Linked DNA regions of Mus musculus: region 1 is linked to region 2. The links are chromatin contacts, called in public promoter capture Hi-C maps. All regions are on one chromosome and are shown on one strand. The core of a region is the stretch at or near the end of the contact, and the rest is flanking DNA. Distances in the headings are between cores, read along the strand shown. Region 1 holds the start of Lrrn3 (leucine rich repeat protein 3, neuronal). Region 2 holds the start of Lsmem1 (leucine-rich single-pass membrane protein 1).

Region 1 (7,141 bases), core at 3,382-5,881, 1.3 Mb after region 2:
GAATTGGGAAGAGGAGGTAGATTGCTTTTGACTGGCATCTACAGGTGAGGCATGGGGTGTGAGAACAGGCAGTGAGTGGGGAGAGGACAGTGTTAAGTGTCTTGAGATATTTGAGACAAAAACAATGTGGATAATTAGGGAAATGTACAGCTTCCAGTTAACTGTATCTCTAGACCAAGGGCAGCCGTGTTCTTCCTAAGATTTTGAACAGCTGGGCAACACTCTAAACTGTATGACTCACCTTGGAGTGTAATGGACTGTAGCTAAATGGGAAGTGGGGGTTTGAAATGTCTCTGCGTTGTGCACTTGAAATAATCACTGTTATCAGATGGTGACTTCTGTTTCTATAATACTTTATTATCTTGATAAACACCTTTTAAATGGTGTATAGTGTGCATTTTTCTATGAGTCAGGGGAAGCCAACTTTGAATAATTGAATGAACACACAAAGGGTTTCTTCTCTAGAACTCTCTAGTAAGCAGCTGAGCAAATTTAAGGTCTAATGACATTTTATTTCACTATACTAATAAAAATGTTAAACTCTCTGGGCCTCTTCACATATCAAATGAACATATTGGAGGCATTGCTTTTTATTCTAATATGCAGTTAGTCTATGAAGATACCATGTTTTATTCTCCCGTGCTGAGACTGTATAATTGTGTGAAATATTTAATGGTCTCTTTAGAAGCAATAGGCCTTCTTTATGGTCTAAAGATGAATGAATATGATAGCAAACAGGTGTGTACAAACTACACATTTATTCAAATATAGTAAGTGACCAGTAGATAGATACTGTACTTCACTAAGCTTTGAGGTAACTGTTAAGTTTTCCTCACTAACCTTGTACTGATTGACTTCCAAACAGTATCTTTGGAGATTCTGTACTCCTTCTGTCAGCTGAAAGGAAACTTTTTTTTTTCTCCATGTTATTTTTCTCATCCACTGGTCGCATCTACTTTTTCATACTGGAATTTTATTTCCTTTTTACATTGTTACCAGGGGATTAGATGTCATAATGTTCTTCATCCTAGACACACTTTACATGAGGCGTGGGATGCTGTGCTGTCCTGTGTACTGATGGTACCCAGAGAAGTTTTCCTAAGTGTTCCTTGTATAGGCAGTATGAAAGCTCTGTATTGACAATGTAGATAAATTTTATAGTATTTATTGCTGTTTGTTTTCAGATAACAAAAAAGCAATTCATAAATAGCTCAGCACTCAAAACTAAAGCCATATAGACTATATTCCATGATCCACAGACATTGTTTCTCAAGATAGGTTAGAACCATATATTTTTTATTCAGTTATTTTTGGGGGTACAGTTACTCAGGTTTGAAGTGGGGGCACACTTTTGACAATGCTTATAGCTTCCTTTTAATGAATTTTAGATCCACCAGCTTAGCACTAACATTTCACTTAAAACATGCCTTTGGTTACAGCCCTTTCTGATCCACTGCCTTAGCTTGCAGTGAGCACCAATGTTATGTTCAACAGTAATTTTACACCAGAGAGAGGAAAACATAAGAGTAAGGGAAAATTGCAACTTCAATCCGATTTGGGGCAGAAGCAGGAAATGTAAAAATAGGAACAAAACATCAGTAAGTACATTAGTGTTTTGTAAATTGATTACCTTTTCATCATCCCTAAACTGCTGCCCTAGAAAGCAGGTGATACACTTTATTAAACCATTAACAGCAGCAACAACTGCAGCCATCAAAGAAAAAGTCCACCTACTCACCAGCATTCTAACTTAGCACTCTGCCTGTGACAAGCAGCATCCTGGAAAGATGGCCCTTTGCGGCTTGCTATAGAGCTATCATTTCCAATTCTGTTTCATAACTGCTGAGAGCATGGGTGGTCATATCTCCTGGACATGCCTGTGTGCCCATCACCAGCACGGGTGGGTTACCATATCACCAAACTCACTGATACATCCGGACACCACCCAGGGCCTGGAGTGCCAGTAATTTTCAGATCCAAATGGGTACCGCTGATACACAGAATATGTATAAGGACATCTTAAGATTGAAGAGGGAGTCCGCTGTTCTTAACTGTTATTGGTTGTAATTTAAAATTAGGCTGGGTAAGATTTAAGGATATATGTGCTTGTCTTTGGTATGAAAACTTTCCCAGGAAAAGGGTCTGGGCAAAAGCTGACATCCACACTGCAGTGCTACATTACAGGCGTTGGAGCCGAGGAGCCGAGCTTCTACTGCCCGCCCTCCCTCTCGCTCGCTCAGGAAGTTAGGTGCTACCTCAAAATAACGGATCCAATCTGTTTCAACAGCAGCAGTTCTAATGAATAGGAGAAAAGCAAATGCAACAGCTTTCCTCCCAGTAATAAATCATTGTGGTTTTTGTATAGATTGCATGTGGCGTTGGAGGCAGCGCGAGCCAGGCTGCCAATATTGCTAGCTAATGCTTCAGCCCCTTTCATTTTTCACTCCGAGCAGGAACCCTTTCCTGAAACTTGTTCATTTCACAGAGGGAAAATCGAAGGCAGCGGCAGAGTGTCAGACTGCTTTATTGTCGTCGTTTACAGAGGTCGCTGGAATTAATTGACTCCTTACGTTACATATTGTAAACCGACTCATTTTTTTGACACATTGATGGGAAGGTGGCAGGATCTAAGTGGCTGCTTATTGTCTTTCTGTTCTGCCATCTGTCATAGGCTAGGAACCTAGTAAGTCTGAAATCACAGTTTGGGAAAAGAATAGCACCCACTTTCAAAGCAGACTCCGATAACTGTGAGTTGAACTAAGAGAAGAGAGGAGAAAGCTCCAGCAGATGAAATATGAACCCTGGGTTTGTTTTAATGTCTCCACAGGACCCATTAGCAGGGCAGTGAAGATTTCCACAGCCACCCTCAATTGGTGGTGTCGCTTTGAGAGCATATTCTAAGTAGCTGGCTTCCTCTTACAAGATTGGAAGTAAAAATCGGTCCACAGAGTATTCCATGAATCATCACTCCATGGACGCTCTGAGTTGACTGACAGTAATTCTGTCTCAAAGGCGTTGCTTCTGGAACCAAGGATGAGGAACTCAGTGCACAAGTAATATTTGTCGTACCAGGGCACACTCTTTTCCTGATAAGTATTTTAAATTTGTACTTATTTTTCTATCTATCACACTGGTCTCCTTTTCGCTAAACTAGGAAGATTCTCACTCGTGATCATAGCCTGCTTTCACTAAGATTAGAGGCACAGAAACAAGGACATATTGTTAAAAATGAATAAATTAAAGCCGAGTTAAGCCACCCGGCTCAGTGAGAGCAAACAGTCTTCATAAATAGGAAATGTACTTTGAAGCCATACTACCGCGATGCTGTTCAATTACCAAAGGTGACTAGAGCTCTCCTGGTTCATCTCCTGGTTTCCCTAGCATGGTAGCTTCCTGGGCTGCATTAGCAATCAGACGCTTGCACTGTCCCCTCAGAGCAGTGAGGGGATGGGATGTTATTAAAGGGAAGTCATTTACCACAATCGGGAAGATGTAGCCTGGCAGAAATTCAATACCGGTTTGTGATATGCTCATTCTGCTACTCTGCCTGGTGCCCTTCACTCCTGACACACTACAGCATCCCCCTTAAATCTTCATCCCTTGGGGCGGGCTGGGGGGTGGGGGGACAACGCCTCATTGGCTTCAGAACAGAGAAATATGAGTGATCTGCTTTTCGTTACAAGAGCTGTGGGGGCAAAGGACCCTGATTTTTCCATCTCCCTCTGTTTCTCTCTCCTTCTCCCCTCTCTCCCGCTGCCTCCTCTGCCAGCCTCTCTGTCTCCTTCCCCTCTCTCTCCCTGCTTCTCTCTTGGTCCTTCTGTTCTCTTTTCTCTGCCTCAGTCCCCGTCTCTTCTCTCTCCCTCCTCTCTCTCTCCTCCCCCGGCACTGCTTTTCTCTCCCACTCACATCCTCTGATGGGCATTCAAGCTAGTAAAATGCCTGCTTGAGAATCCCACGAACGCAGCTAGGCACACACAGAGCCGGCGGGGTTTGCATGTTCACTCAAAAGTGAAATGCAAAGAAAAATGCCCTTAGAATTCAGACAAGGGGAAAACATCAAAGGAGAACTGATGTGTAAAAACTCCGGCACCAACAAAAACACGAAATAGGGAACATTTAAACAGATAGGTATATTTTAAACTTACCTTGCCTTAGCAGATGCAGGGATAGCCCTCCTCCGGTGCCCCTGCTTGCTCAGTTCCTTGGCTGAAATAATCACATGGCTGTCTTCTTGCCCCAGTATAAATAGGTGCATATGTATGTGTAATAAAGTACACACAATTACATACTATAGATATGCACACATGCAAGCAATGGTGTCTCTCTTTCTCTCTCTCTCTTTTTCTAAAATATAAAGGAAGGCAGGAGCCTGCAGCTAGGATTCCTTCTTTTGACTGGAACTCTCTCCGGCAGCAGCAGGCTGAGCCTCTCAATCCCGTGAAGAGAGATCCTGCTAGCTGGCGTTATTTCTCCTCGTTTCCATGGTGGTTAGTGGTGCATCGTTCACCAGATCAGTTGTCACACTGACACGGTGCTGCCTGCTCAGCGGTCATTAATAACTGAACACCCTCCACTCCCCAGAGAGGAGCCAATCGCTTCAGACTGCCAAGATGTAGCACTCGCAGCTGCTCCAGCCTGGTTGGCTGAAGCAGCCTGTCTGTCCTATGACAGTGCTGCTTAGGGTACAAATAAATGAAACAGGCTTGCATATTTTTCCTTGGAATCATTTTCTTTCCTGTTTTTTCTTTTCCTTTTGGAGCAATGTGCAGCGCTTTTCAACAAGTTCTCCCATTTGGAATGTGATCAGTCATTTGGAGAAACGGTGGGGTTTTTGTTTGTTTTGTTTTTCTGTTTTTCATTTCCTCTGAGATAAGACAGGAAACACTTATGAACAAGGATTTCCTGAATATTAAAAATACTTGATAGTGACTCTGCCTCCCTGTCTGTGAAGTTCAGCAGTGGCTTTACATTTCAGCCTGCAGCCTGCAGCTCTCCTGCCCCTTGTTTGTTTCCCTACAGATCCTACTTAAATCAGCCTATGTGCATGCAGCTAATAGCCTCTCTCTCTCTTTCACTCTCTCTCTCTCTCCCTCTCTCTCTCCCTCTCTCTCTCTCTCTCTCTCTCCCTCCCTCCCTCCCTCCCTCCATTCCTTCTTTCCATTTTTCTTGTTGGTACTTTGTGTGTGGGTTTATTTTTTGTTTGCGTATTTGTTTAGGTTTTACAATGACATTTCTTAAAATTACAACAAATATTTGCTTCTCCAATACTCACAACAATGGTATGTAAGGAGAAGCATATACAAAATAAACTTTTCCAATTATAACTACTTATCTATACATGGTATAACAAATCTGATGCCACACATCGGACATGTGTTGTATGTGGCATTGCTTGTGCCTGCATCCAGATGTACATGTATGTGTGTGTGTGCGCCTGTGTATGCGTTTTAGATGTATGATTTATTAGTAATAACTCAGGGATCCTTTCCTCTACAATAGACTGAACAGTTAAATTATCTCTTTTTGCACTTACGGCTATCAACTCTGAATGGCTACTTAACTAGGAAAATGTTTTCAATAGGAATTATATGTAAAACATTTGGAATATTTAGACTAGAAATCATGCCAGCGTGGTCATGTGTTCAGCTCCAGAACAACCATGACAAATAGAAGAATATAAGGGCATGCTTTCCAGACAGTATACTAGAGAGACCTCCTGAGAGGAGTGGAACATGGGAACAATTTTCAACAGGTCCAAAGCTGCCTTATCTGAGTCTCCCCTTGCTTTGATAGACTGCCCTCTAGTGGAGGAAAAGGAAATGGCATTTATTAGATTTACTGGGGGAGGGGGGAATAACAACAAAAAGCAAAAGCATTAGCACTAATTGTTTCTTAAGGTGTCGTTGAAGTGACTTAAACCGGTGTTCTGCGCCATGACCGTATGCCTGGAAGCTTAGCCTCACTAACATTGTCTTTTGACCACCAAACGCTTTCATGTTACAGTTTTCTTTACAAAAGCAAACAAACAAAATCTACCAATGCTTTAGTTATTCGTTGTATTGATCAATTTGTTGACGGAGTCAGGGCCTTTATCTTCTGCCTAGGCAATTTGAATGCTGGTATGGTAGGTGTTCCTCAGAATATTTTTATTTTAATATATAATTGATAAACTCTAATCTTTTTGATAAGCATGAATGCTAAACCAAAGTGGCTTCTTCATTGGCCAAATGGCATCCAATTCTGAGTGTTATCCTCTCACCAGACACTTACAGGTACTTGAGTGTCCACTCACAGGTATGGGAGGAGGATGAGTGTTGGGCTGTTACATTGGAGTGCATCGCATATAACTTAATAGCCTAATTTTACTTTCTTCACTTGAAACGTACTGAATTTTTCCACTCAATTTGAATATTTTTAGAGTATATACATGGAGAATTGTGCTATAATTGTAACAACTATTTGAAAAAAATTCCTTTTATATTGTACCAACTCCTTAAGCACTTTATTTCGATTGTTATTAATTATATAATCAACAAATCTAGTAATCTGTTGATTATTATAATGTATTGATTACAATGTGCTCTCATAATGAAGATAAGTTGTGAGGCTCGAACATGTTAAAAATAACTTTTAAAAATAAAACTAGTAGGGGCCTAGAGAGATGGCTCAACTGGTTAAGAGCACTGACTGCTCTTCCAGAGGACCTGGGTTCAATTCCTGGCAGTTCACAACTATCTGTAATGACAGAAAATAAAAAATAAACATTAAAAAATAAAATTAATAATCACAGGTAGTACTTAAATCCAAACATATTTATAAGTTCATGAAAATGTTTTTATAATTAATTAGGATTGAATACTATTTCAAAAACTGCCTTATATAATAATAATTTCCTAGAAAACTGTTTTTACCAAATGAATGTTTGCTGTATTTTCAAATGTAAGAAATGTGAGTGCTCTTTGAATATAGGTACATGATAGATCAAAAGTATATCGTACTTGTGTTTAAGTGTAATATCATGGGGTATTAGAAATGAGTTTTTATTAGAAGGGAGAGAATTACTCTGGCTATGAATGAAGAAGATGAGAACTCTCTCTGGCTGTAGGTTTCCTCCTGCTAAAATTATCAGCAGCTGGAATCG
Region 2 (6,634 bases), core at 3,885-6,384:
GAAGCACCTAAGAAATGTTCCATATCCTTAGTCATCAGGGAAATGCAAATCAAAACAACACCGAGATTCCACCTCACACCAGTCAAAACAACAAAGATCAAAAACTCAGGTGACAGCAGATGCTGGTGAGGATGTGGAGAAAGAAAAACACCCCTCCATTGTTGGTTGGATTGCAAACTGGTACAACCACTCTAGAAACCAGTCTGGTCAAGTAGACCAATGGAATAGAATTGAAGACCCAGAAATGAACCCACACACCTATGGTCACTTGATCTTTGACAAGGGAGCAAAAACCATCCAGTGGAAAAAAGACAGCATCTTCAACAAATGGTGCTGGCACAACTGGTTGTTATCATGTAGAAGAATGTGGATTGATCCATTCCTATCTCCATGTACTAAGGTCAAATCTAAGTGGATTAAGGAACTCCACATAAAACCAGAGACACTGAAATTTATTGAGGAGAAAGTAGGGAAAACCCTCGAAGATATGGGCACAGGGGAAAAATTCCTGAATAGAACAGCAATGGCTTGTGCTGTAAGATCGAGAATTGACAAATGGGACCTCATGAGAGTGCAAAGCTTCTGCAAGGCAAAAGACACCGTCAATAAGACAAAAAGGCCACCAAAAGATTGGGAAAGGATCTTTACCTATCCTAAATCAGATAGGGGACTAATATCCAATATATATAAAGAACTCAAGAAGGTGGACTCCAGAAAATCAAATAACCCCATTAAAAAATGGAGCTCAGAGCTAAACAAAGAATTCTCACCTGAGGAATACTGAATGGCTGAGAAGGACCTGAAAAAATGTTCAGAATCCTTAATCATCAGAGAAATGCAAATCAAAACAACCCTAAGATTCCACCTCACAACAGTCAGAATGGCTAAGATCAAAAATTCAGGTGACAGTAGATGATGGTGAGGATGTGGAGAAAGAGGATCACTCCTCTATTGTTGGTGGGATTGCAAGCTTGTACAACCACTCTGGAAATCAGTCTGGCAGTTCCTCAGAAAACTGGATATAGTACTACCGGAGGATCCTGCAATACCTCTCCTGGGCATATATCCAGAAGATGTCCCAACCGGTAAGAAGGACACATGCTCCACTATGTTCATAGCAGCCTTATTAATAATAGCCAGAAGCTGGAAAGAACCCAGATGCCCCTCAACAGAGGAATGGATACAGAAAATGTGGTACATCTACACAATGGAGTACTATTCAGCTATTAAAAAAATGAATTTATGAAATTCCTAGGCAAATGGATGGACCTGGAGGGTATCATCCTGAGTGAGGTAGCCCAGTCACAAAGGAACTCACACAATATGTACTCACTGATAAGTGGATATTAGCCCAGAAACTTAGGATACCCAAGATATAAGATACAATTTGCTAAACACATGAAACTCAAGAAGAACGAAGACCAAAGTATGGACACTTTGCCCCTCCTTAGAATTGGGAACAAAACACCCATGGAAGGAGTTACAGAGACAAAGTTTGGAGCTGTGTCAAAAGGATGGACCATCTAGAGCCTGCCATATCCAGGGTTCCATCCCATAATCAGCTTCCAAACGCTGACACCATGGCATATACTAGCAAGATTTTGCTGAAAGGACCCAGATATAGCTGTCTCTTGTGAGACTATGCCGGGGCCTAGCAAACACAGAAGTGGATGCTCACAGTCAGCTATTGGATGGATCACAGGGCCCCCAATGGAGGAGCTAGAGAAAGTACCCAAGGAGCTAAAGGGATCTGCAACCCTATAGGTAGAACAACATTATGAACTAACCAGCACCCCGGAGCTCTTGACTCTAGCTGCATATGTATCAAAAGATGGCCTAGTCGGCCATCACTGGAAAAAGAGGCCCATTGGACTTGCAAACTTTATATGCCCCAGTACAGGGGAACGCCAGGCCCAAAAAGGGGGAGTGGGTGGGTAGGGGATTGGGAGAGAGGGTATGGGGGACTTTTGGGATAGCATTGGTAATGTAAATGAGGAAAATACCTAATAAAAAGTATTTAAAATATAGACACACACAGACACACACAAAAAAAGAAACCAGTCTGGTGGTTCTTCAGAAAATTGAACATAGTATTACCTGAGGACCCAGCTATACCACTTCCGGGCATATACCCAAAAGATGCTCCAACATATAACAAGGACACATGCTCTGTTAAGTTCATAGCAGCCTTATTTATAATAGCCAGAAGGTGGAAAGAACCTAGATGTCCTCCAACAGAGGAATAGATACAGAAAATATGGTACATTTACACAATGGAGTACTACTCGGCTATTAAAAACAATGACTTCATGTAATTCTTAAGCAAATGGATGGAACTAGAAAATATCACCCTGAGTGAGGTAACCCAATCACAAAAGGACACACATGGTATGCATTCATTGATAAGTGAATATTAGCCCCAAAAGCTCAGAATACCAAGATACAATTTAAAGACCACACAAAGCTCAAGAAGAAGGAATACCAAAGTGTGGGTGTAGAAGGGGGAACAAAACTCTCATGGGAGCAAATATGGAGACAAAGTGTGGAGCAGAGACTGAAGGAAAGGCCATCCAGAGACTGCCCCACCTGGGGATTCATCCCATATATAGTCTCCAAACACAGATACTATTGTAGATTCCAAGAAGTTCATGCTGACAGGAGCCTGATATAGCTGTCTCCTGAGAGGCTCTGCCAGAACCTGACAAGTACAGAGGCAGATGCTTGCAGCCAACCATTGGGCTGAGCATGGGGTCCCCATAGGGTCTCCAAGGGAGGAGTTAGAGAAAGGACTGAAGGATTTGAAGGGGTTTGCAACCCCATAAGAAGAACAACAATATCAACCAACCAGACACCCCAGAGCTCCCTGGGACTAAACCACCAACCAAGGAGTACACATGGAGGGACCCATGGCTCCAGCCACATATGTAGCAGAGGATGGCCTTGTCAGGCATCAAAAGGGAGGAGAGGCAATTGGTACTGTGAAGGCTTGATGCCCCAGTGTAGGGGAATGCCAGGGTGGGAAGGTGGGAGTGGGTGGGTGGGTGGGTGGGGGAGCATCCTCATAGAAGCAGGGAGAGGGAAATGGGATAAGGAGGGCTTCTGTGGGGGCTGGAAATCGGGAAAGGGGAGAACATTTTAAATGTAAATAAAGAAAATATACAATAAGATGTATTTAATATTCAAGGTTAAAAAAAAGATCCAAAAGTCATGCACTGATTTTTTTCTCATAAATTCAAACTGTATGTTTTAATTATCCTGACATGTTAATTGGAAAGAATGCATGTATGGAGTCATTACTATAAAGTGCTTTAAATATTGAAATTATTGTACTTCAAATATCCTGCATTGGGGCAGTCTTAAAAGAATGACAGGATACAGTTAAAAACAAGACCAGCAGCAGCTGTGAAGGGAAGGAAAGTGCCTCAGAGAGCAAACCTCACCCCTTAGAAGATAAGCCATGCCCTTGAAGTGCTGTTGGATGCCAGGGCACCAGGCTTGAAGCCACATTTTTGGAAGTGCTTTCTTCATCACCTGCTTATACTTTATTATTCCAAACACCATTTTCTGTGGGGGTGGAGGGGACCAGGAAAAAAATAGGTGCATGTGGTCACATGGTAGGATCATTGTTACAAACTCAGCTTCTATTTTGGGCATGGTAACAGAGACACAGTTTATTTCTGAATCTGACTTAATAGCTATTTCACCCTCAGGAATGTCACTACTGTTGAGAGAGAGAGAGAGAGAGAGAGAGAGAGAGAGAGAGAGAGAGAGAGAGAGAGAGAGAGCAGAAGAAGAAGAAGGAGGAGGAGGAGGAGGAGGAGGAGGAGGAGGAGGAGGAGAAGAAGAGGAGGAGGAGGAGGAGGAGGAGGAGGAGGAGGAGGAGAGGAAGACTAGCTACAAAAGTCACTGCTAAAAGGTCCTACTTTTAAAGTAATAGTCCAGTTACTAAACTTTGCTTGCCACAGACTAAGAAGGCGATGCCAAGATAGCTAAGCTACGGAGACATGGCACTAAGCCTGGTAGCCAGAACTCAATCTCCTTCACCTTTGTTCGATGGGAACCAACTCCTGCAACTTGTCCTCTGACCTCCAAGTAAGTGTTGTGGCATAAACATGCCCCGCCCACACACATAATTTAGAATAAAATCTGTCATAAAATTTGTTCAAGATTTTTTTTCTAAATCTAAAATAGACCAAGTAAATAATGGAGTCCTCTAGAAGGAGACATCTTTACAGCGAGCTCACAATGTTGGTAGATGTTTTTTCAATAAGCCTTTTCAGTGTTGCGACATGTTAAAATGAAAGACAAGCTAGTAGAGGAAAAAAAGGCAGTGTGATTCATGGGCTCCAAGGGCCTGCAGGTGGCTTCTGAGGGACTCTGCCAGTAAACGGATACAAGGACACACCTTGAAAACCAGAACCCACAGCTGTCAACACCAGCCCTTGCTATCTTTGGAAGCTGAAATGAGGGCATTCAGAAACAACCACCGAGGCCGCTGCAGAGTGTCACTACCTATTCCGTGTCGCACTAACTTGGCCTTCCTGCCGAGCTCCACTGGGCAGATTCTTTTCTGATCCTGGAACTCAGACACGTAAGTAGTTTCATTTTCCCGTGTTCTTGATCACTGCTAACAGCTGAGCCTTTCATCATCTAATAATTGCTTGATTCTCTACCAGTAGGACACTTCAACAAATAAAAATTGTCTCTGAAAAAAAAAAACTCATTGTACATTCTCCCTGCAGGTATTGGTATCAAAGCAGAAAACCATATTGTATGCTACGAACTCAGAATTGTTTACCAATGAAGGCTGAACTCAAAGCTTAATACGATGCTTCCTTGAGTGAGCCACGGCCACGTATGAACGGCATTCCTGAGTTCATGCCTCCAAGTCAGGAGGTAATTTTAAAAATCAAGTCTACATCTTTTCTATGAGCAGTCGAAAAGCACAGAATACATGCAATCAAAACCCCAAGGACTCAAAAATCATCATTCGGTCTCAGTAAGAAATAGCATGCAAATTACTTACAAAGACGTGAGCCTCCAATGCTCGGTTTCCTAGAAAAGACAACTACTCAGGAACAACTACAGCCAAACTTTCTACCAGTTCTGTAGTTCGCTCTTAATCTTCCTGCTGCTCACAAGTGCTCCCCTGAGGCCCGTAAACCCAGCACATAATTGGTGGTCTATATTTAGTGTAAATGTAGCCAAGCGATAACAAGATTCCCTGCAGTGGCTTCCGCTCTCATGTCCGAGTTTAAGATACGAATTGGTGAAGCTTTGCTTTAAAACAACAGACCGGCAAGCCTGGATTCAGTTGGTAACTGATGTGGTTCATATGAAGCTCAAGTTGAAAGTCCTTACTCAGTGGAAGTGGCTGTATCGTCTGACAGCACATTTCCTAGCTAGCGCTTCTGCTGTGCTGTGCTCCTGTGTATAAATACCCTGCAGCAGGCAGGAGCTGCCACTGGGACATCTGGTGTGCAGAGACCTCAGTAAACAGGGAGGATAGCTGTGATAACACAACTAGCGGAGTGGCTGATGTGTTAGATTTCCATCCCTGTATCCAAAATAAGTCAGCTTTATACTAGCCCCCCCCCCCGCCCCCCGTTTCAGACCTCTGATCTAGGCTTGCAGAAATAGAAAACATGGTAACAGGTACAGCTGAAAGAAGAGGCTTGAGAGGAAAGGGCCAAAGACTTGTCTTCAACCAAGCCTCACACCTAAAGATCCACCATTCTCCAGCGGTTCCAGGCTGGTGACCATGCAAGCCTTCTACACTTTTCTTTAAGGAGACTTCAGAGATCTAAACTATAGCAGCAGGTCCGGGGACTCCTGGGCTTTCAATTAGCTTTACAAAAAGTGTCTGTGGGTGCAAAGATTGCACACTTCAGCATTCCATCCAAAATGGGCTTCAGAAGCGCACCTGCCTTTTGGAAATAGCAGCCTTGTTTCCTTTCCACAAGTGGCAGGCAGTTTCTGCCCTCTGGTGTACACAATAGGTACTACAGTGAGAGCTGGGGCCTGCAAGCTCCGGGTGCCAGATCACACACAGTTTGGATGAAAACAGACTTGCAGTTGTTTAAGATCTGCCTTCGCTCACAAGTGCCCGCTCATTCTATAGCTCTGTGTGTTCCAGCTTCTCTTACACGGTTCTTTAGGGACATTATTATACTGTCAGAGAACAGGAATCTCACATTTTTTGGTCTTCCCATAGCTTGAGAACCAAGAAGACCATGCACTTGATACCTTTATCATTAAGTGCTGTCACCTGTATTAAAACTAAGCTCAGAAAAAATGAAGATGTTCCCATCATCTAGTCATGCAGGTCAAAAACCAAAACTCTTCTAACTACCCAATCTGTCCCAAATCCCCTATCATCTCAGAAGTACTTGCTTCAGTTTTGATGGCTGTTTTCCCCTTCTTCTAACATTATAACCTCAAGTACTAGTCCTCCAGAGATGGGAAACAGCCTCCACTGCCAGGGAGGGTAAAGTGGCAGCGATGAGACAACCCCATGCATGTGTCCATCCATCAAACCTGTCTGAAGGCACCTGGCTTTACTTTGACTCGTAGACAACGACTTGACCAGAATATGACGGCTCTCTTAATACTGAAATGCTGCTTTTTGAATCAG

The links. Capture Hi-C pulls out chosen DNA fragments and counts their contacts.
Region 1: a promoter capture Hi-C map of adipose tissue shows a contact between it and region 2. The contact joins the promoter of Lrrn3 here to the promoter of Lsmem1 in region 2. A contact is called at or near these places in 2 of 39 promoter capture datasets (the 3T3-L1 cell line and pre-B cells), 1 of 115 datasets of contacts at active chromatin or transcription factors (astrocytes) and 1 of 9 other capture datasets (adipose tissue).

Annotation. Positions count from the first base shown.
Region 1 is chr12:41,481,426-41,488,566 of GRCm38.p6, forward strand. It overlaps Lrrn3 (leucine rich repeat protein 3, neuronal), which reads right to left and starts at 4,632. Exons shown (of 2, transcript NM_010733.3): 1 at 4,146-4,632. The region is part of intron 4 of Immp2l (IMP2 inner mitochondrial membrane peptidase-like (S. cerevisiae)); the gene reads left to right.
Region 2 is chr12:40,194,181-40,200,814 of GRCm38.p6, forward strand. It overlaps Lsmem1 (leucine-rich single-pass membrane protein 1), which reads right to left and starts at 5,135. Exons shown (of 4, transcript NM_001033437.2): 1 at 5,027-5,135.